2 separate regions of the Hordeum vulgare genome follow, and region 1 is linked to region 2. The links are chromatin contacts, called in public Hi-C maps. All regions are on one chromosome and are shown on one strand. The core of a region is the stretch at or near the end of the contact, and the rest is flanking DNA. Distances in the headings are between cores, read along the strand shown. Region 1 holds the start of LOC123399943 (probable hydroxyacylglutathione hydrolase 2, chloroplastic). Region 2 holds the start of LOC123399930 (GDP-mannose 3,5-epimerase 2).

Region 1 (5,295 bases), core at 2,594-5,093, 280 kb after region 2:
AAAGATCAGAAAAAAAGGTAATATGCATGAGTCTCAATGATGCATACAATGAATTCCATACACTTCTATGAAAACGAAAATGGAGCAAGCCACTTGCAAACAAAAAACTACCACAAGCCCACAACCATTCAGATTCTTTAGTGAACAACTGATTCCAATGCAAGGCGTGAGCAGTTAGATTTGATTTAACTATTCCTTGTTTGTTCAAACAAATGGTAGTGCAACAATATTCTGTGTAGCAAATTCACACATGCTATTACTATTCATAAATCTTTGTAAACCTCTTTCATTAGTCATGGTTCGAGTAGTTCAGTTTATATTCAAAATTCTGAATCTCTAACCAGATGCTCATTAGTCTCTTTAGCAGTAAATTCCTTTTATTCCAGAGCAAAAAACAAAAACACTGGCAAGGAAGCAGCTTTATTACAGACATCTAGGGAAATCAGAAAACAGATGGAAGTAAAGAAACTCAAAGAGATACGAGCATTTGAACGATTACAGAGTATACATCATACATGTATACAAAGATATCTGACCTGTTCCGGAGTCCCCTCAAAAAGCTTTCCACATGATAGACTAAACAAGGTATCACCTGTAAATATTGCTCCAGATCCAGGGAAATAAAAGCTCACATGACCTGATAGAGATACAAGGGGAATATGGATGAATTTCTTGAAAACTATGTCAAATTAGAAAATTATTCTGTAAACGAACATAATATGCATGTCCAGGAACACAGCAGAGCACATGTTATAACAACTATGAAAGCTATAATAGCTCCATATATGCTCCATAAAGGGCAGCATCACTATTTCTGGACTCTGATAAAACATCAACCAAGAAAAAAGGCAGATGATATTACATGAGCACAAGAGAAGGTAAGGAAAGCAATTTAGAATGACATAGTTAAGAATTTCATGAGCAAATTTAAATTTTAAGTGGTACTCCTAGTGGTGACATCATCAGATGACCCCAGATGAATATGAACTTGGGCCAATAAATCACATTTCTAAGCTTCAATAAAAAAAAGACATGTATAATGTTGAATGATACTTGAAACTGCAAAATTTAAATCACCAATATTACTATTCTCGGCAGAAAAAAGAAACTGTGTACTGTCAGGGCTGCTATTTTGGACCTTCCGGTCTTATTTTCTTGCTCAGCACACAAGTGGTAGTCTTTGGCATGAAATTGGCAGGTTCACATTTCCTCCCACAAGGCGCATATATGAGTTTTTAAGAATTATCTGAGAACTTCTTATGCAATTTTTGATTTGTTTTTAAAAACAACCAGGGGCAAATGGACCTGGTGCAGAAAATCTTCACTAGCCACCTGTAAAGCAAACCCAATACAAGTATACAACACAATGAAATTTGCAGTTACACACCTGATGTATGACCAGGAGTTTCCATCACAAGAACTTGATGACCCGCAAACATCCATGTGTCACCCTCGCTGAGAGTTATGTCAATGCCAGGAATTCGATCTTTATCCTTCTCAGAGCCAATTACCTAGTAAAAATATTAATGTTAGAGAAGAAAAGCAGAAGATGTCATTATTCCTCTCTTAATCTATGATGTTTGCGGTGACAGGCATCCAGCGGACACATAATGGCAAGCTAGAAAATAAACTTGGCGCCAATCAGTTCCATCTATTAATCTAAAGAATCATCATATATTTTATTTACTACTTTAGAGCAATTTACACTCAAAGTCAATGACAAGCCATTTCAAGAACTGAACTTCTGACTTCATTGCAAAATTCTGGCTGCCCAAATTGTACATATATATTGTTGCTAGGAATGCCAGTAATATCTGGTACAGTAAAATGATGATGAAATAATATCTGATTCCGCCTTATTTTATATCATAAGTGTGCACATTTTGATGGCTTCACACAGTCTCAAAACAATAAAAGGGATGAGAGAAACAACAAAGGAGGCAGTCAACTGTATACCTTCGCACCATATTTTGCCTTCAGTTCCAAGTTGCCACCAGTATGATCATAGTGATGGTGAGTGTTTAATATGTATGTCAAGTTCTGGTTTCTCTTTTCCAATGCGTTTATGATAGGCACCGCCTCAGAAGGGTCTACAACCCCAACTGTTCCAGTATCCACATCATGCAAGATGTATGCATAGTTATCTTGAAGACAGGGTACCTACACAGGATGCAGATCATAGTTAAGAAACAGCAGAGCGAAGTTCAAGGGTATGAATGGCAAGCAAGAAACATCCACAGAAAATAGGATACATAAGATGGAAAGACAGCAGAGGTTTTTTTTTTTTTGTTCAGCATGAAAGCAATCTTCAATCCGGCGAGCAATAAAATGTGCAAGTCACACACTCATAGTATCATGCTATTCCCTCTTGAAACAAAAAGTCTGTATGTATGAAGAGTTGTTATATCTTCGAGAAATACAAGTAATGCTGCTCAGACCTTAATCTAAAGATTCACTGTCTGAAAGAAACTGCAAACATGAAGGGTGAAGAGCAACTAAAGAGAAGTGGACACCATCTGGCCCACCATAGTACACTTACACTTGATAAGGTTTGGCAACAAAGATGCAGTCTAACGTGTTGAAGATATATTGTGGTGGTTAGGTAAAAGGGTAAAGAGCAGCAAGATAGAGAAATGAACTAGAATAAAGCAATAAGTGAGAGTGGAAGAAGAATATGAGGAAGTTTTTTTCAGAGACGTGAACCATTTCCTGTTGAGAATGGACCATAGTTTCTTTCCAAAAGCAATGCTGGTCATGTTAAAGCAATAACATGTGGTTGTGAGAAACTCATCAGAAATGGTTATAGCTAGTCCCCCTCAATAAATAACTTTTGACTGTTGATTGCCTCCTAAAGAAACTAAACCAGCCCAACTTATATTTCACTGCTATGTATGCGCCCAAGTCAATGCAGCGAACAGACGCTTACATTTACAGGCAAACATCTACAACACTTGCACTAAGTTTCAATAGCAATTGACTAAAATGGGATGTATGGATAGAACTGAACCCTCAAGAGTTGCAGTGCACTCACGAGCTCGATTTGCAGCGACGAGGAGACGCTGGTCATGTTGCAGAGGTAGCGCGCGGCCCCGAACATCCGGCCCACCCCGTGCAGCGTCCTGAGGGGCATGACCAGCAGCGTGCCGATCCCGTACATGAGCGGCTTCCCGAGCCATTTCCTGCTGACCCTCGGTATCAACGACGGCTGCCCCCTAATCTGCAGAAACAACAGCAGCCAGCAGTATCTTTCAGAACACGCAATCCACAGCAGAGAACCAGATCGCGCGGCTAGAACAGCCAGATCGCCGAGACCAACCCCCCGCCGCGCGCTTGTCATACAGCACACGCCCGCATAAATTAATCGAAGGAAATTAGGTGGAAACAGGGGCGCTGCGGGGCCGCCTCGGCGACAACGCGGGAACCGAGGGGCCGGATCGCAAAAGCCCCACCGGCCCCGCTCCTCCTCCTTGGTCCGTTAACGCCGAGGCGGTTGTTGCAGCGGGCAGCAGCGATCGAGCGCGTCCCCGGCGGGCGGGCGAGGGGCCCCGGCCCAGATCCAAGCGGGCGCCGCGAGGCCCCGCAGGAATCGAAGGCTGAAGAGAGAGAGGGGGGGAGGAGGTGTCGTACCGCGGGGGCGGAGGAGGAGCAGCGCGGGAGGGAGGAGACGACGAGCGAGCAGGCCTTGGAGAACATCCGCATTCCTGCCGCCTGCTCTCGTCGCGTCGCGTCGCGTCGCCGCCCGCGGACGAGGCGCGGCGGTGGGGGAGGTGGGGGTGCGGGGGAACGGAGAAAGCAATGGAGACGGGGAGGGACGGAGAGAGACGGGGAGGGGAAGGCAAGTAGTAGTAGTGGGGGAGAAGCGAGGGGGGAAGGGAGGGGGGAGGTTGGCCGGCTGTGATTGTGCTGTCTCGGCCGGGCCCGGGCCCGGGCCCACCGCGGGAGCGGGGGCTTCTCTGCTGCGCGGCGGGGTTCCCACGTGGCGCCTGGGGATGCGTCCGTCGCGGGATCGACGGATCGGGCGGGCGGGCCGCGGGCGGGGTCGTCGGCGGCATGCGCGCGTGACGTGTGAGTGCGTACGGCCGCGGTAGTTGGTGGGGGCCTTGGACGCCGAAGCGCGTATTTTATGTGGGCACACGGAAGTTTGCTTACGTTTTTTCTTGGCAGAGGAAATATTTAGGCACCGGGTGAGTTCCTCCACGGACACTCGAACGTTCGCTTTCTTACGTTAAATACTTCTTCCGTCTAAAATTATTTGTCGCATAAATATAAGACAATGATATATCTAAAATTAAAATACATGTAGATAGATCCATTACGATGATAAGTATTTTCAGACGAAGAAAGTATGTAAGTACATATGTGCATATTGCTGCTCATATGTGGCTCGTGCTATCTTACAACCAAAAAAAGTCGAGCGTTGCTTTTCTTCGTTATTTCGTGCAAAACCGCAAGACGAGATACAACAGAACTTATTACAGTAGACAATTATGAAGTCGTTGTGCTAAGATTTGGTAGGACCATCGCATCAGGATAACAATCTCATCGATAAAAGAAAACTGTAGATTAAAATGATCCAAATTGCATACACAAGGGCGCAAAAAGACCGAATCCGAACGGATCCACCAAAGACACACGCTGGTCGAATCATATGAGATCTGTCCGAGACACCTCCACACACCCTCCAACGACGCTACAAGCACCACCAAGACGAGGGTTGGACGGGAGGAACCTTATTTCATCTTCAGAAGGTCGTCGACGCCTCGTCTCCCTGAGCATGGCACAAAACCTGAATAGATAAAAAACACCTAAAAACGAAGCTTTCTCGCCTAAGAGGACCGGGATCTGTCGTGCCTCCATGGTCCTAGGACCATAGGAGACGAAGCAGACCAGCAGCAGTGTCGGCGAGAGGTTGAGGAAACCCTAGTCGAGAGTCGCCTGGGTCTTCGCCTCAACGAGAGAAAAACGATTCAAGTGTGTGCGGAATCAACGTCCGAAATTAGTTGTCGCTCGAAATGAATGTATCCAGCACTAAAACATGCGTAGATACATCTGTTTGAACGTCAACTAAGTGAGGACCGTCGGAGTAAATTATAGCAAGCAAATGGTGGTGACTCCAAGAGACAAACACAAGGCTAGCTAGGTGTGTTAAACATGTATACAAGAGAGCCCAGAAATATAAAATTTACAACTTGACCCTGGGATATTCATGTGCCTGACCTATTAATGGCGTATCACTAGTCATCTCGCCATTGTGGCACCCCTAAATAAATATGCGAGTAGGCCACGTGCTCTATG
Region 2 (5,138 bases), core at 1,007-3,506:
TGTAAGATAAGCTAAAGCTAGTAAAATTCTCGCATAGCTCCTTGACCTCCTGCTAGCACATGCAATATTAGGCCATTCAAAAGTCCATGATTTCCAAAGATTTACTACCTCCACAGAATTTCTCTCAATCTCAATCTGCTGCCATCCCATATCATTTGCTAGTCAAATTGCATCTCAGACGATGTCCTCCATCAACCTAGAAGAAGTAGCAAAATCATACCATATGGTTTGTGCCCGTATAAGGTTTCCAGTTGCATTGCAGATGAGACAACCGATACCTCCATGACCTGCACTTTCAACAAATCGAGCATCCACATTAAGTTTGAGAATAGTTCGTCTAGCGGCTTCCGCCAATCTTGGAACTGAATGTTAGTCTTTTCTTGCTCCCTTCCAATCTGAGCTAACTCCGCTACGATATCAATTGCTCACTTAGCAGATTTTGGAACCGAGCATCGTTGTTCCTCATGCCTCCTTGCATTCCATTCAAACCAAACTGGTCACACACTACATAAAATCATACACGTCAAGCTTTAGTCCACCTTACCTCCCTGTATCATATCAAGTGTCCACAAGTCTGGATGAAGCTTGGGAAGTTTAATCCCAGGTCATGTCACCATCTGTTCCCGGAACATGCGAGCCCATGGGCATGTGAATAAGGCATGATATGTACTCTCCTCAACCCAACAATCCTCGTAGAACGAGATTTTCTCAATGCGTCAATCCCGAAGCAGCACTGCATGACATGTAACAAAGTTGTGGATAACCCTCCACCAGAAACACCTCATTTTGGGTCAAACCTCCATCCGCCATAAGATTTTCCATGCCATACTATACCCATTACTCGAGCTTGAAGTGAGAACCATTCTCCATTGTTTCTTAATAAGCAACTTATATGCCGATGTCACCAAAAATGCCTAGTGTATGTAGGATAGCTTCAACATCAATACCTAGCAAATTAGCTCTGACAATCTCCTCATCCCATATATTTGTTGGTGGCATCAAGAATCTGATCGACGTTATTAACATTAGAGTTAGGAGGTTTTACTATGATCTTGTAGGAATAGTTGGTAGGGATCGACATGTCCTCCCATATTCTGATTGATTCACCATCACCAACTCTCTTATTTAGAATCGACCGATGAGCTTCCTTGTTAGTATGGTACAACAAGTATGGGACGATCCTCTTCTTTTTGTAGCCGACATGAAGTCTTTACCATTTTAAAACTTACCTCTTAGAATTCTCACGCCTAATTATGTATTTCATTTAACAGGATTACCACGTTAATGCGAGGATTATCATCTAGTTGGTCTAATGAACCATATGATGAAATCAGGACCATTATTTGTAACCAGTAAATGTATATGTGCAATGCACGTTAGTATTTGGTAGAAATTATTTTTTATGGAGTACTCAATAGAATATTAACTGCACACTAATATTTGGTAGAATATAGTTTTTGAGGAGTATTTGGTAGAACATTAATTGCACGCTAATATTTGGTAGAATATAGTTTGAGGAATATTTGGTAGGATACTGATTGCATGCTTATATTTGGCAGAATATAGTTTTTGAGGAATATTTGACAGAATATCAATTGCATGCTAATATTTGGTAAAAATAATTTGTGTGTGAAATATTTGGTAGAATGTTAATTGCACCATAATATTAGGAAGATATTAATTACATGGTAATTATATGATTATCGCTGTTATTGATATTTGGTATACCATTTATTGCATGCTAAACATATCGATTGCTCGTCACCGAAGCAACATAGGTCGTTGGGGTGACATGTGTGGATTTTTTTTGGTAAGGAGAGCTTCCTCTCCTCGCAAAAAAAAGGAGAGCTTCCTCTCCGCCTTTTCTATTGTAATAAACCAATTTCTTAGAAACATGAATTGATGGTTTTTGAATCCGTTTTTTCTTATACAAATATAGATGAACATTTTTCTACGTGAATGAATGAGAGGGTGCTGCCCCCTATTTTCTTTTCTTAAGAAAAGCTCAAGCTCGTAGGCCCCTACTCATCCCATTAGGCAAATATATAGATGAACATTTTTCTATGTGAATGAATGAGGGGTGTTTGCGACTTTGATGATTGAGTAAATCGTAAATCTTGCTCAAAGTCTCTCTCTTTGAGACAATCTTGCTCAAAGTCAAAAGAGCTTAGCTTGACTCCAAGTGACGATCCGATCCATCTAAAGCCCGGCCCGGCCCGGCCCGGCCCATATGGGGGCTATAAGTAACCGAGCTCGTCAGCCTGACCAGATGCCCCTCATCATCCTTTCCTCTCCGGTACCCAGAATATTCTGGGGGAGAAAACGGAAAAAACAGTCCTCCAGCAGCTCCCCGATTCCCTCACAGGTTCGTCCCCCTGCCATTTTTTCATTCTCAGATCGAGGGGTTGACCTGCGGGAGAGAGACATAGAGGCACAATCGTGGCCATCCATGGCGATGCGTCGGTGAGCCGCCGCCCCGGCGAGCGGGAGGCGCGGCCGCCGCGGCGAGCATGGGCGCGGGGTCGGTAGATCTGGTGGGGCCGGGCACTGGGTGGCCGGCGCTCGCTGTCGGTGGCGGGGATGATGAAGCGCTTGTCGGTGGCGGATTTTTTGTTGTCCCTTCTTGGAAGAAAGGGAACTGCTCGTGCGGTCTATTATTGCTTTGGTTAAGCAGTCAGCTTAGCTAGTCATTCGTCCATTATTGCTGTTGTTGAGCAGTCCGCTGGCCATCATGTGGCCTTGTGTGATGGATGCTCATTTGAACCCGGCTTCATCAGTCAGTCGTCAGGTGGTGTGTCACCCGTCCGCTATGCAATGATTAAATGTTTTTGCTAATGTGTCCGTTCAGCTACTTTTACATATCTTGAATATACTTACATGATTATGCCTCACGATTTTACTAGGTACATTTTGCACCACGTTTACAAACAAGTTCTACGCCTTTAGTTGTCGAAATCGGTTGCTTGGTATAAGAGAGATGTTATTGTTCGCCGTAAGAGGTTGCGGTCCTATGCTATTTGGTTGCCATCTTACAGCTTTTAACTTGCGTGTTTGTAGAATGGCGCTCAACGAGAAGTACACGTACGCCGAGTTGGAGAAGGAGCCGTATTGGCCATTCGAGAAGCTGCGGATCTCGATTACAGGAGCTGGCGGCTTCATAGCCTCCCACATTGCAAAGCGCCTCAAGGGCGAGGGGCACTACATCATCGCCTCTGACTGGAAGAAGAACGAACACATGGAAGAGGATATGTTCTGCCATGAGTTTCACCTTGCTGATCTGAGGGTCATGGACAACTGCCTCAAGGTAACCACTGGGGTTGACCATGTTTTCAATCTGGCAGCTGATATGGGAGGGATGGGCTTCATCCAGTCCAACCATTCTGTCATCATGTACAACAACACTATGATCAGCTTTAACATGCTTGAGGCTGGTAGAATCAATGGTGTCAAGAGGTAACAATCCATCCAGTACTAGCTTCTATGGACCTCTTGTTTTTTCATCTGGGGAAGCTATATAAGATGCTAACTGTTATTGTCTGTTTAGGTTTGTCTTTTTTCGACAAAGGTTTAGGTCTGTCTGTCCAAAGAAAATCCTATAAATGCATAAACTCCACATATATTGTGGATTAGGCAGCAGTATGTCCGTTTCTTGTATAATTAAGGGGGCTTATCAACATCTTTGTTCAGTTCATGGATATGGAGAAATGAATGTTCCACATTAAGTACATTATTAGGGAAAAGTAGTAGAATTCCTATTTATGCATCATGGTTATGTTTGCTGAGATAGCGTTCAAATGGGCCCATATAGGGGCAAGTTTTTATTGGGTTACTTTTTGCAATATGATGGGTTGATGTAGCGACTCTTTGTTACATTGGCGTTAAGACCAGAAAATGTTAAAATCTTTGAACAACATCTTATCTGCCCCGACCTTTTATCTCGCAATATTCATTTACATAACCAGTATCATATTTAACTAATATGTAATGGTTTGGTAAGCTTAGAAGCAATGAAGAAAAATGATCCTTCAAAACATTGTCCCGCACTAATCACAAGAAAGAAGAATATGTGTTCAACTACAATAATTTTGACCTAATGCAGAAAGTTGCAGTTTTGTTTAGTCATGCAGATGGAAGGAAGGAAACCATATTGCAACAGCAAAACAGTAACCTTAACAGTTGACTCAAGCCAAATGTTAATGAACTTCAATTTCCTCCCTGCAGGTTCTTTTATGCTTCGAGTGCTTGCATCTACCCTGAATTTAAGCAGCTGGAAACTGTAGTTAGCTTGAAGGAGGCGGATGCTTGGCCGGCAGAGGTTTGAAAACTGTAGCACTCATATATGTTTCTTTATGAAATACTCCCTCCGTCCCAAAATTAGTGTCTCAACTTTGTACTAGCTCTAGTATAAAATTATACTAAGCTTGAGACACTTATTTTAGAACGGAGGGAGTACGAACTAACACCTTAATTATTGTGATAAAATAGCACTAACTTCCGCAATGCCTTATCTTTAGCCTCAAGATGCCTATGGCTTGGAGAAACTTGCCACTGAGGAATTGTGCAAGCACTACACAAAGGACTTTGACATTGAGTGCCGGGTTGGTCGCTTTCACAATATATATGGTCCATATGGGACATGGAAGGGTAAGATTTTATCTCGTAGTAGTATATAGGTGTTATTCTTAATGTGTTGGTGAGCTAGCTATTGAAGTTTGACAATTGTTTTGGTTATATAGGTGGAAGGGAGAAGGCACCTGCTGCTTTCTGCAGAAAGGCTCTAACCTCCACTGACCGGTTTGAGATGTGGGGAGATGGTCTGCAGACTAGATCCTTCACATTTATTGATGAATGTGTGGAGGGTGTCCTCAGGTATTTATTTTTTACCAACTTATGTTTATCTAGTCTAGTATTTCTTATTTTTTGCTATCAAATCTAGTACTGGTACGTCCTACTTTTTTGCTTTTGCATGCCTTATGTTAGCATCAAATAAATTTAGCATGAATTGCTCTATCTAGTGTGGATAATAAGACAAGTTGTGCTGAGATCACAATTAATGGGCTGCAGCTTTAGTTCTAACTTCCAAGGGAAGCATCAATTGTTTTAGCTTTCCTGAGACTTAAAAGTTTCATATGAAATGT

Evidence for each region. A called contact is a pair of places that touch in the nucleus more often than the background predicts.
Region 1: a contact with region 2 is called in a Hi-C map of seedling, with 3 times the contacts expected there. The contact joins the promoter of LOC123399943 here to the promoter of LOC123399930 in region 2. A contact is called at or near these places in 3 of 6 Hi-C or Micro-C datasets (leaf and seedling).

Annotation. Positions count from the first base shown.
Region 1 is chr5H:492,897,606-492,902,900 of MorexV3_pseudomolecules_assembly, forward strand. It overlaps LOC123399943 (probable hydroxyacylglutathione hydrolase 2, chloroplastic), which reads right to left and starts at 3,844. Exons shown (of 8, transcript XM_045094333.1): 1 at 3,628-3,844; 2 at 3,032-3,217; 3 at 1,957-2,160; 4 at 1,388-1,511; 5 at 537-637. The coding sequence starts at 3,699.
Region 2 is chr5H:492,619,498-492,624,635 of MorexV3_pseudomolecules_assembly, forward strand. LOC123399930 (GDP-mannose 3,5-epimerase 2) reads left to right here and starts at 2,257. Exons shown (of 7, transcript XM_045094320.1): 1 at 2,257-2,365; 2 at 3,058-3,453; 3 at 4,222-4,315; 4 at 4,515-4,644; 5 at 4,737-4,869. The coding sequence starts at 3,059.